Linked DNA regions of Zea mays: regions 2 and 3 are each linked to region 1. The links are chromatin contacts, called in public Hi-C maps. All regions are on one chromosome and are shown on one strand. The core of a region is the stretch at or near the end of the contact, and the rest is flanking DNA. Distances in the headings are between cores, read along the strand shown.

What was found. A called contact is a pair of places that touch in the nucleus more often than the background predicts.
Region 2: a Hi-C map of leaf shows a contact between it and region 1, with 5 times the contacts expected there. The contact joins the promoter of LOC109943046 here to the promoter of LOC100284044 in region 1. A contact is called at or near these places in 3 of 25 Hi-C or Micro-C datasets (ear, leaf and tassel).
Region 3: a Hi-C map of ear shows a contact between it and region 1, with 1.6 times the contacts expected there. The contact joins the promoter of LOC100191886 here to the promoter of LOC100284044 in region 1. A contact is called at or near these places in 2 of 25 Hi-C or Micro-C datasets (ear and leaf).

The regions. Positions count from the first base shown.
Region 1 is chr10:131,648,453-131,651,152 of Zm-B73-REFERENCE-NAM-5.0, forward strand. LOC100284044 reads right to left here and starts at 1,450. Exons shown (of 1, transcript NM_001156942.2): 1 at 1-1,450. The coding sequence starts at 1,269.
Region 2 is chr10:131,786,476-131,789,175 of Zm-B73-REFERENCE-NAM-5.0, forward strand. It overlaps LOC109943046, which reads right to left and starts at 1,296. Exons shown (of 3, transcript XM_020545809.1): 1 at 1,171-1,296; 2 at 688-764; 3 at 1-538. The coding sequence starts at 1,279.
Region 3 is chr10:131,514,551-131,517,288 of Zm-B73-REFERENCE-NAM-5.0, forward strand. LOC100191886 (UPF0481 protein) reads right to left here and starts at 1,455. Exons shown (of 1, transcript NM_001137310.1): 1 at 1-1,455. The coding sequence starts at 1,397.

The sequences.
Region 1 (2,700 bases), core at 200-2,699:
GAGCTTCTTGAGCGCAGCCCATCGCTCAGCCAAGCAAATGATCTCAGCATCCCCCACAGTTTCACACCCACAAAGTGCCAGCCGTTCCAGCAACCGGCAGTGCTCACCAAGCATCCGAAGGCTCAGCACGGTGGGGTTGACCCCTATCAAAACGAGCTCCTGCAGATCTGGACATCCTCGTGCCACAGCCATGAGTCCGAAATCTCCAATCCTGTTTGTGCGCCACCCATCCACATGCAGTTTGCGGAGTTTGTGGCACTTCTCGGCAACACTGATGATGCCTGAATCAGTGCACTCAGGGGTCTTGACAAGGAACAGAACTTCCAGATTGGCACAGGCGGAAAGCGCCGCAAGCCCACGGTCGCCAACCTGTAGCTTCTCAAGGTGAAGCTCAACAAGGCCAGGAGCACGTGCAGCGATGACCTCCAATGGCAGGTCCCAGGCGCCGGAGCACCGCAGTATCTTGAGGGAGCGGAGGTTCGGTGAGGACGCCACAAGCGGCACAAAGCACAGAGCGTTATATAGATCCTTGACGCAAACCGAACGCAGGGACAAAGCCGGTGGAAACTTGATCTCCTCAGCAATGGAACTGGCGGCACCGGACGTGTCTGCTACGCTGCGGAGGCGCTTGACGGAGAGGTCCTCGAGGAGGGGGCACGACTGGAGCACGGCGACGAATGCCCTGGGTCCGAAGGTGCAGGACGCAATAGAGAGCTTGCGGATCGCTGGTGCGCCGGCAGCGAGGGAGGCTAGCCCGGCGTCGGAGAGCTTCCTTAGACCGCGGAGCTTGAGCCTGGCGAGGCGCTCCGAGGGAAGCGCGGCGGCCAGCGCCGCAGCGCCGTGGTCGGAGAGGCTGTCCAATCCTGAGTCGCGCGCGCAGCGGAGCGCGAGCTTCGTGACAGCCGTGAACCGCGAGAACAGCGCGGTGGCCGCGTTGCCCAGCGCGGCGCGGGCGTCGAGGGAGAGCCGGTGGCGCGTGGTGGCGTCGACCTCCATCCATCGGGAGCAGGTGAGGGAGCAGGCGTTGCGGTCGGTGGGCGAGAGCGACGCGAATACCAGCGCGAGGATCTCGTCGGGCAGGTCTTGGGTGTAGTCCCGAGCGGGGGGCACGAACGAGGAGGACGAGTCGCTGCCGCTGCCCCCCGCAGCGACCTGCAACGGCGCGGTCAGCCGCAGCTGCTGCGGCGGCGCCATGGGGGAGAACGACCTGCTGCGGCGCGGTGGAGAGGAGGGGCCGGATTTGGAAAGGGAAGAGGGGGAGTGGCCCATGCTACGGAACCACGAGTCGGGCGGAGGAGACGATGGCCATCCGGGACGCGCGACGCGCGCGGGGTAGGTGCGGGCGGATTTGCCGATCTGGGGGGTGGGGGGCGGCGAGGGGAAGGGAAAGCGGAGGATGGCTGGATGGGATGGGAGATGGGGAAAGTATCGAGCCCGAGAGAGTTTATGGGGACGGCGTTCTTCAGGTGGGTGTAGGTGGTGATGCGGCGGCCGGCGGGGATGGCGTTGGCATGGCAGGGCCGTGCATCCCGCACCAGAGAGTAGGAGACGGTGCGGGTTCGGGGCTGTCTTGGGCTGGGCCGCGGACTTGCCGTTCGTTGACGGGGTTCTATCTCTTTTCCTTTTTGTAATAAAAAAACTTCGACGGGTTTCGTGCGCTGGTTGAACTTTACGGGACATTTTTTTGGTTTTCGTTCCAGTTTTTTTTTCAAAAATTGAAAAAAAACACAGGCAAATCATAAATTAAATGACGTGGGTCAGGGATGTTTGAATGATGAATATGCTAGAGTTAATAGTTAGTGGCTAAAATTAGTTGAAGACATTCAACCACACTAGTTAATAGTTCAGTTATTAGCTATTTTTAGTAAATTAGTTAATAGTTAGCTAGATATTTGTTAGTTAGCTAATTCTGCTAATAATTTTTAGCCAACTAACTATTAGCTCTAGGGAATTCAAACAACCCCTTAATCCAACATATTTGTAAACAAAAAAGTAAACATGCATAGACATAGTAAGATAATAATCTAGACTTAGGGGTGTTTAAATGTACTAGAGCTAATAGTTAGTTGGCTAAAAAATGCTAGTGAAATTATCCAGCTAACAAATATCTAGCTAACTATTGACTACTTTTCTAAAAATAGATAATAGCTAAAGTATTAGCTAGGGTGTTTGGATGTCTCCAGCTAATTATTAGTCCTAGTGCATTCAAACACCTCCTTAACATTCGAATCTAGATATAAGCTGCCATTGGCATGTTTGTGAATGGTGACCTAGTCTACCACATTTACTATGTTGGTTTTGCTCGGGTCAGAAAGAAAGGAGGTTGATCACCTGTCTCTTTCTTTCCATGAGCTAATGCATACCGTTTTGTGTCTCGTCTTGTTTCTAGTTTTATATTTGTTCCATCGGTTGTTTGGATTTCGGTGTATGGTGGTCACTCTCCCTAGCCTCAGTAAGGCTCGAAACGAGGAAACCATGAAGCACAAGGTTATCAACACTAAACTTCTAATGTCATAGTTAAAGTTGTGAAGCTTTGTTAGTGTCACGTAATGAGAACATAGAAAGTGGTGTTTCTATGTGCACCACAAGTGCATGAAGACTTAACAAGGGCCACCTTATGCCTCCTCGACTATCGAACTTCACCATTTGTCATTGTACCACCCCTCTGTAAAACCTGATACATCCTCATGGTGTGGTCAA
Region 2 (2,700 bases), core at 46-2,545, 140 kb after region 1:
TTAGGAACAAATCTCTGTTGGAACTTAGAACCTCAAGAGCATCTTGAAACTCCTTTGAATGTAGGAGTTTCTCATTTGTAGCAAGACGCTTTGCTTCCATGAAATTCTGACGAACAATCTCCATCCTTATGTCCCTCTTGCTCCTGGAAGACATTTCCCTAGGAAAAGTTTGGTCGTGAAGATGGTATGTTCTTAATGGTTCTTCACTGACTTCGTAAACATCCTTAAACTCAACTGTTTCTTTGGGTCCTATGTGTTTGTCGCATGTTGTGATACTGGAAAGGTACTGCTCTTGATGTTGATGGAGATTGTTTGTTTCGGCCAAATTGCCATTTAAGTGTCTTTTCTTCAACTTTCCTTTAGCAGGATGTAATGCTAGCTCTTGACCAGGTAGATCTTCTTCGAGTCCCATTAATCTGGCAACCACACTTGGCGACTTCTTCTTTGACTCCAACTCCTTGGACATCTCCTTTTCTGATGCCATATCCAATGGAGATGCATTTGAATTATTTCTTGATGAGCTCCAGTTACTAGCTCCCTGCAGAAATATTCTTATTATTAGAACACAAGAAGTGTATCACTTCAATGAAATTTAGTAGGCTCTCGCTTACTACGTTATATTTAATAGAAAAAAACACCTAAAGAAAATGGTAGTATAAATCAGGACAGACACGGCATGCTACTTACTACTTTATCATTGGCATAAACTTTAGCAGGATCAACAGTTCTCTTGACATCTTGCCAGCTTCTACATGCTGGAGAACCTGAAATATCCGAGCAGAACGTACAGCAGTTAGTTTTGAGAATCAGTCCTTGCAAGGTTGAAAAGGAACAAGACAACCTCTGAATACTTTTTAATCTAAGATGGGGGAAAACAAGAAAAAGACAAGCATGTCATCTTCTAGATTTAAAATGCCAAACATGGTGCAAAGGAGTCATTGTCCACAAGACACCAATGCAATCTAGTCTCAACACAAAAGAGGGCATCGGAAATATTTGTCCCGGTCCAATTGCAAAAAGATTGCATCTCCCCAGCCCCAAGTACCACCACTTCTAGAAATGCAGTAATATTTTCCAGCAGTAGAGAAGATAAATAAAACCAAGTCTTGTAGAGCAATTGCATTCAACAGCATTGCAACAAAAACACAAAAGTGGTAGAAATCTGTGTACCATCTATACGAGCTCGATCTGTGAGCTTGTTCGTGCTAGACATCCCTGCCCTGAGGTCGAACAAGTTGATCATTGCCTTCTTCTGATCATAAACGCGACCTCTGAGCATTGCAACATTGATACAGAGTCCTGAAAATGTTAGTTATGGCAAAAAAAAAAGAGAGGATATAAGTGCAGGGACATGTAGAAAACGAACTAGGCTTGTACCTGAGATCCATAAAGCCTAAAGAAGTCTAACTGAAAGACAGGAGCATGACAGTTAGCCTAGTGGAGTGGCGAGTCGATATATAGGTAACCAGAGCTTGAAGAGGTTTCAGCTTTGGGGTGCTCCTAGGTCTCAGCATGAATTTTTGAAAGGTTTCGGGTCTTATTTTTGAACTCGGGCACGATGCCAGACTCAGAGTATATCGCTGTAGCTAGATGCCGTCCTTTCAGAGAAAACACACATGCCTAAAGCTGGGCTTTTTGCAGGCATAGGCCACACATAGCACAGTCCATGGCCCTGCTGCTGTTTTAGGCTATCCACAACCGTTACTCCTAAATTTTTCCCCCTATATCACTTTTCCCCCTATTTTTCCCCCTATTTTTCCATCTCCCGTAGCGGTTCCCCCTAAATACTCCCCCTATACCCCACTACCACTATAAAATATCATTTTCTATACCAACTATCAATTTTTTATCTACTAACAATTACTCGTGGACCCACAACACAGTGTTTAGGGTGATGAATAGTGACACGCTAGATTGAGAGGGAGAGAGAGGAGGACGGCGGGCTAGGGAGCGGTGCAGGGGCACCGCTGCGCGCGTGGAGCGCCCCCTGCACGCGCCATGCAAGGGGAGGGGGCTGCGTAGGGGCAGCCTTTGCGGTCAGTCTTATAGAAGCCAAAAGCAGGTTGGCCGGCACGCCTAACGACATGAAAACGACGGCGACAGGCAAGATGGAAGAGTGGAATGTGGCAAAGATCAGAGGGTGAGTCGGTGAGAGAAGGTAAAAGGCGCACGGCTTTGTTCTCTACCGGATGTGGACGCCAAGCTGGAGCTATTAACTTAATCAGAGTCAGAGGTGAGTGAGACAAGTAGACAACTACAGAACGATGCAGTGGCGACAGTGGGGAGTAACGAGATACTGGTGGCACATTTTTTTTAAAGACCCAATTTTGCTCTCAGCAAAAAAATAAATAAATAAATAAATCGGTGGAAAGACAAAGAGACGATGATAAAAACTTAAAAAGCCGAGAAGACGTACAAAACTAGGAAGAATGGAAACCAATGAGACGTATGATCACGTCCAAACAAACTCCCGAAGCCGAAAGGAAAAAGGAAACCGCTTGCCCAAGTCTGCAGCTCTCGCAGAAGAAACGCCATGGACTCGAAGCTTTCCAAGCAGAAGCGCAGCTGCTAAAGTAACACAGGCCAACTCTACGCGGCAATCGAGAGGCACGACCGCACGACTGCGACTACGAGCGACCGTACGGGCTGCGGAGGACGAGAGTTCAGAGCCGGCCGATGCAGAGAAACGGCAGGAATCTT
Region 3 (2,738 bases), core at 205-2,704, 130 kb before region 1:
CGGTTGAAGAGATCGGCCACCTCTGCGTCGCTGCCGAGCCAGTGCTCTATGATGCCGCGGTCGTGCAGGTACTTGACGTCCTCCGCCGAGTTGATGAGGTTGTCCATGAAGATGGCGTAGGAGGTGATGTTGTTGCCGCCCGGGGTGGCGATGTCCATGTGGCACTGCTCGAAGGCGATGAGGTTGAGGAAGAGCAGCTTGGAGCCGTCGTGGACGAGGATCCGCGGGATGTGGAGCACGCCCTTGTCGAACTTGATGTCCCAGAAGCGGTCCGTGTTGTGGCGCCGGCACCTGATGCCCGCCTCCCGGAGCTCCGACACGCAGTGCACGAACTGCTGCCGCCGCTTGTCAGCCACGCGCCGCGGCACGGACCACTTCCTGGGCCACAGCCGCACCGGCGGCGGCGGCGGCGGCGTGGGCTGCACGCTGGCGCGCAGGAGGCTCCGGCGGAACACGTCGAGGCAGTGGAGCATCGGGCCCCGCAGCGGGTCGAACGCCGCCGTGGCCTCGGCGCCGACGGACGACTCCAGCCTGGACCGGTCCTCGCGGCGCAGCGGCGCGTCGGTGGGCATGAGCGGATCGAAGAAGCGCACGGCGAGGGCCGCGACGGCGCCGGTCTGCTCCGGGTTCCCGAGCTGGATGCCGAGCAGGAGGTCCAGCACGAAGAGCGGCAGCTGGTTCTCGAGCAGGATCATGTCGTTGCGCACGGCGTGCATCGCGCCGCGCATGGCGAAGACGGGGTCGTGGCGCGAGTACCCCAGGTCGTCGACGAAGCCCTTGCCGCCGTCCAGCGCGCCGCGGAACAGCTCCAGGACGAAGGTGCCGTCCAGCACGAGGCACTCGGCGAGGTCGTTGCTGCCCATCCCGGCGGCGCGGCCCTCGTAGCAGGCGCGCGCGCGGTCCTCCAGAGCCTGCGCCGCGCCGAGGTAGGCGGTGACGTCGTGGCCCGTGCGCTTGAGCACCTGGTGCAGCGCGCGCCACTTGTGGCGGTCCATCTCCCGCAGGCGGCGCCGGCCGCGGTGGAGCGGGCCGATGGACACCGCCTGCGGCGTGTAGGCGCGCTCGTCGCCGTCGCGGAGGCACTTGGGCACGCGGTACACGGACAGGCGCGCCCAGGGCAGGGCCGCCGCCTCGGACCGCGCCTGCGCCAGCTTCCCGCGGATGGCGACCACCCATTCCGAGTCCTGCGGCTTGGGGCTGTGCGCCGGGGACTGCGCCCGCGACCTGGCCGTGGCCGGCTGGCGCTGGAGCGGCGGCGACGCGTCACCGTTCGTGAGCCGCAGCGGCAGGTCCCGCGGAGGCGGGGTTGACCTCTGGAGTTTGGCGTCGACGGCCTCCCTGAGCTTGATCGTGATGAGGTACCAGCTCAGCACGTCCTTGTTGAAGACGGCGACCATCGATGGCGTGGCGGCTGGCTGATGGCGCTGTCGCGTCTCTTTGCTGCCAAGTCTGGCCCCGGCCCCGGGACAGAGAGAGCGGGCAAGGCAAGAAATGATGGGGGGGTCGTGCTGGTGAATCGGTGATGATTGGGCTTACTTGCTACCTTGTGAATCTATCTCATTCAGTTACCGCTTCTTGCTTGCGGGCTCGAGTACAACGACGACGAGTTGACAATCTTTTCCATTGTGTATATGTGAATGGAGTCAACGGTTGGTAACCCACGAATCCTGCGTGCGCGGATTGCATTGCAGGTGGCAAAAAGTTTGAGCGGGCACCGTCAGTATAAAGTGGAATCGGATGCTGGCTGCTGGTTCCTAGCCGTTGCGTCCTGGGGCATCGAGCATTCCAGGTAGTGGGGGGGCGCACGACGCCTTCCCGGACCCCCAACCGGGGGCAATCAGAACGGCACCCGGGCCGTATCGTGATTCGTATGCTGCTAAATGCGCACGCGGCACGCCCCCACGGTCGTCGTGACAGAAAGCTGAGAGAGAGAGAGAGAGGAGAAGACACTGTGGTTGCCGCCACAAACCAGCACGTTGGCCAGTCGCATCATCATCAGTGGTGTGGTGCCGGCATCCTGCGTGCTCTGACTTGGATGCAAGCTGGCTGGAAGGCTGGATTATAATTTAGAATAATGCCTGCTCCTCGCATTTGAAGAATGCCAATAATGGACGTGCTCTAGCGTGTAACGTGTTCCATACTTCCATGTGAGCTTTTAACCCTCTGAACTCTGATTGGTTCACTGTAGGAGTTCACTTAGGCCCTGTTCGGTTTTTAGGGATTGGAGCCCCGGATTGATTCCTAGCCGGATTATTTCTCTAATTTATATAGATTTTGATGAGCTGGAACAAATCATGGTTTATTTCTGTACAACCGAACGGGCCCTTAGGCTATCCGAATCAAGTCAGGATGAGTAGCGTCTGGTTGAACTCATGTAAGATATTTATTTGGTTGTTTGTATAAACTCATGCAGATCAGTGTACACAGTGTTTGGTTGACTAGACTGTTGAATATAACATCATTTTTTTAAAAAAATAAATATATTGGTCTAGTTTCGTTTAAAAAAAATCTCAGAAACACAAATATAAAATCGCTTCGATATTAAATCTTTTAATTAGATCACACAGTAAAAACAACCTGAAAAGTCTTCTCGATTTGTGTGCCAGTATCTCCCGCACGCGTACGCGTGGCCGACGTATCTCCCGCGGGCCTAGGTGGGGTCACTTTTCGCATCTGCTGAGACTATGTAGCGAAGGAAACCAAACTCAGTTCGCTTTAAATCTCCGCGAGTGCAGCTG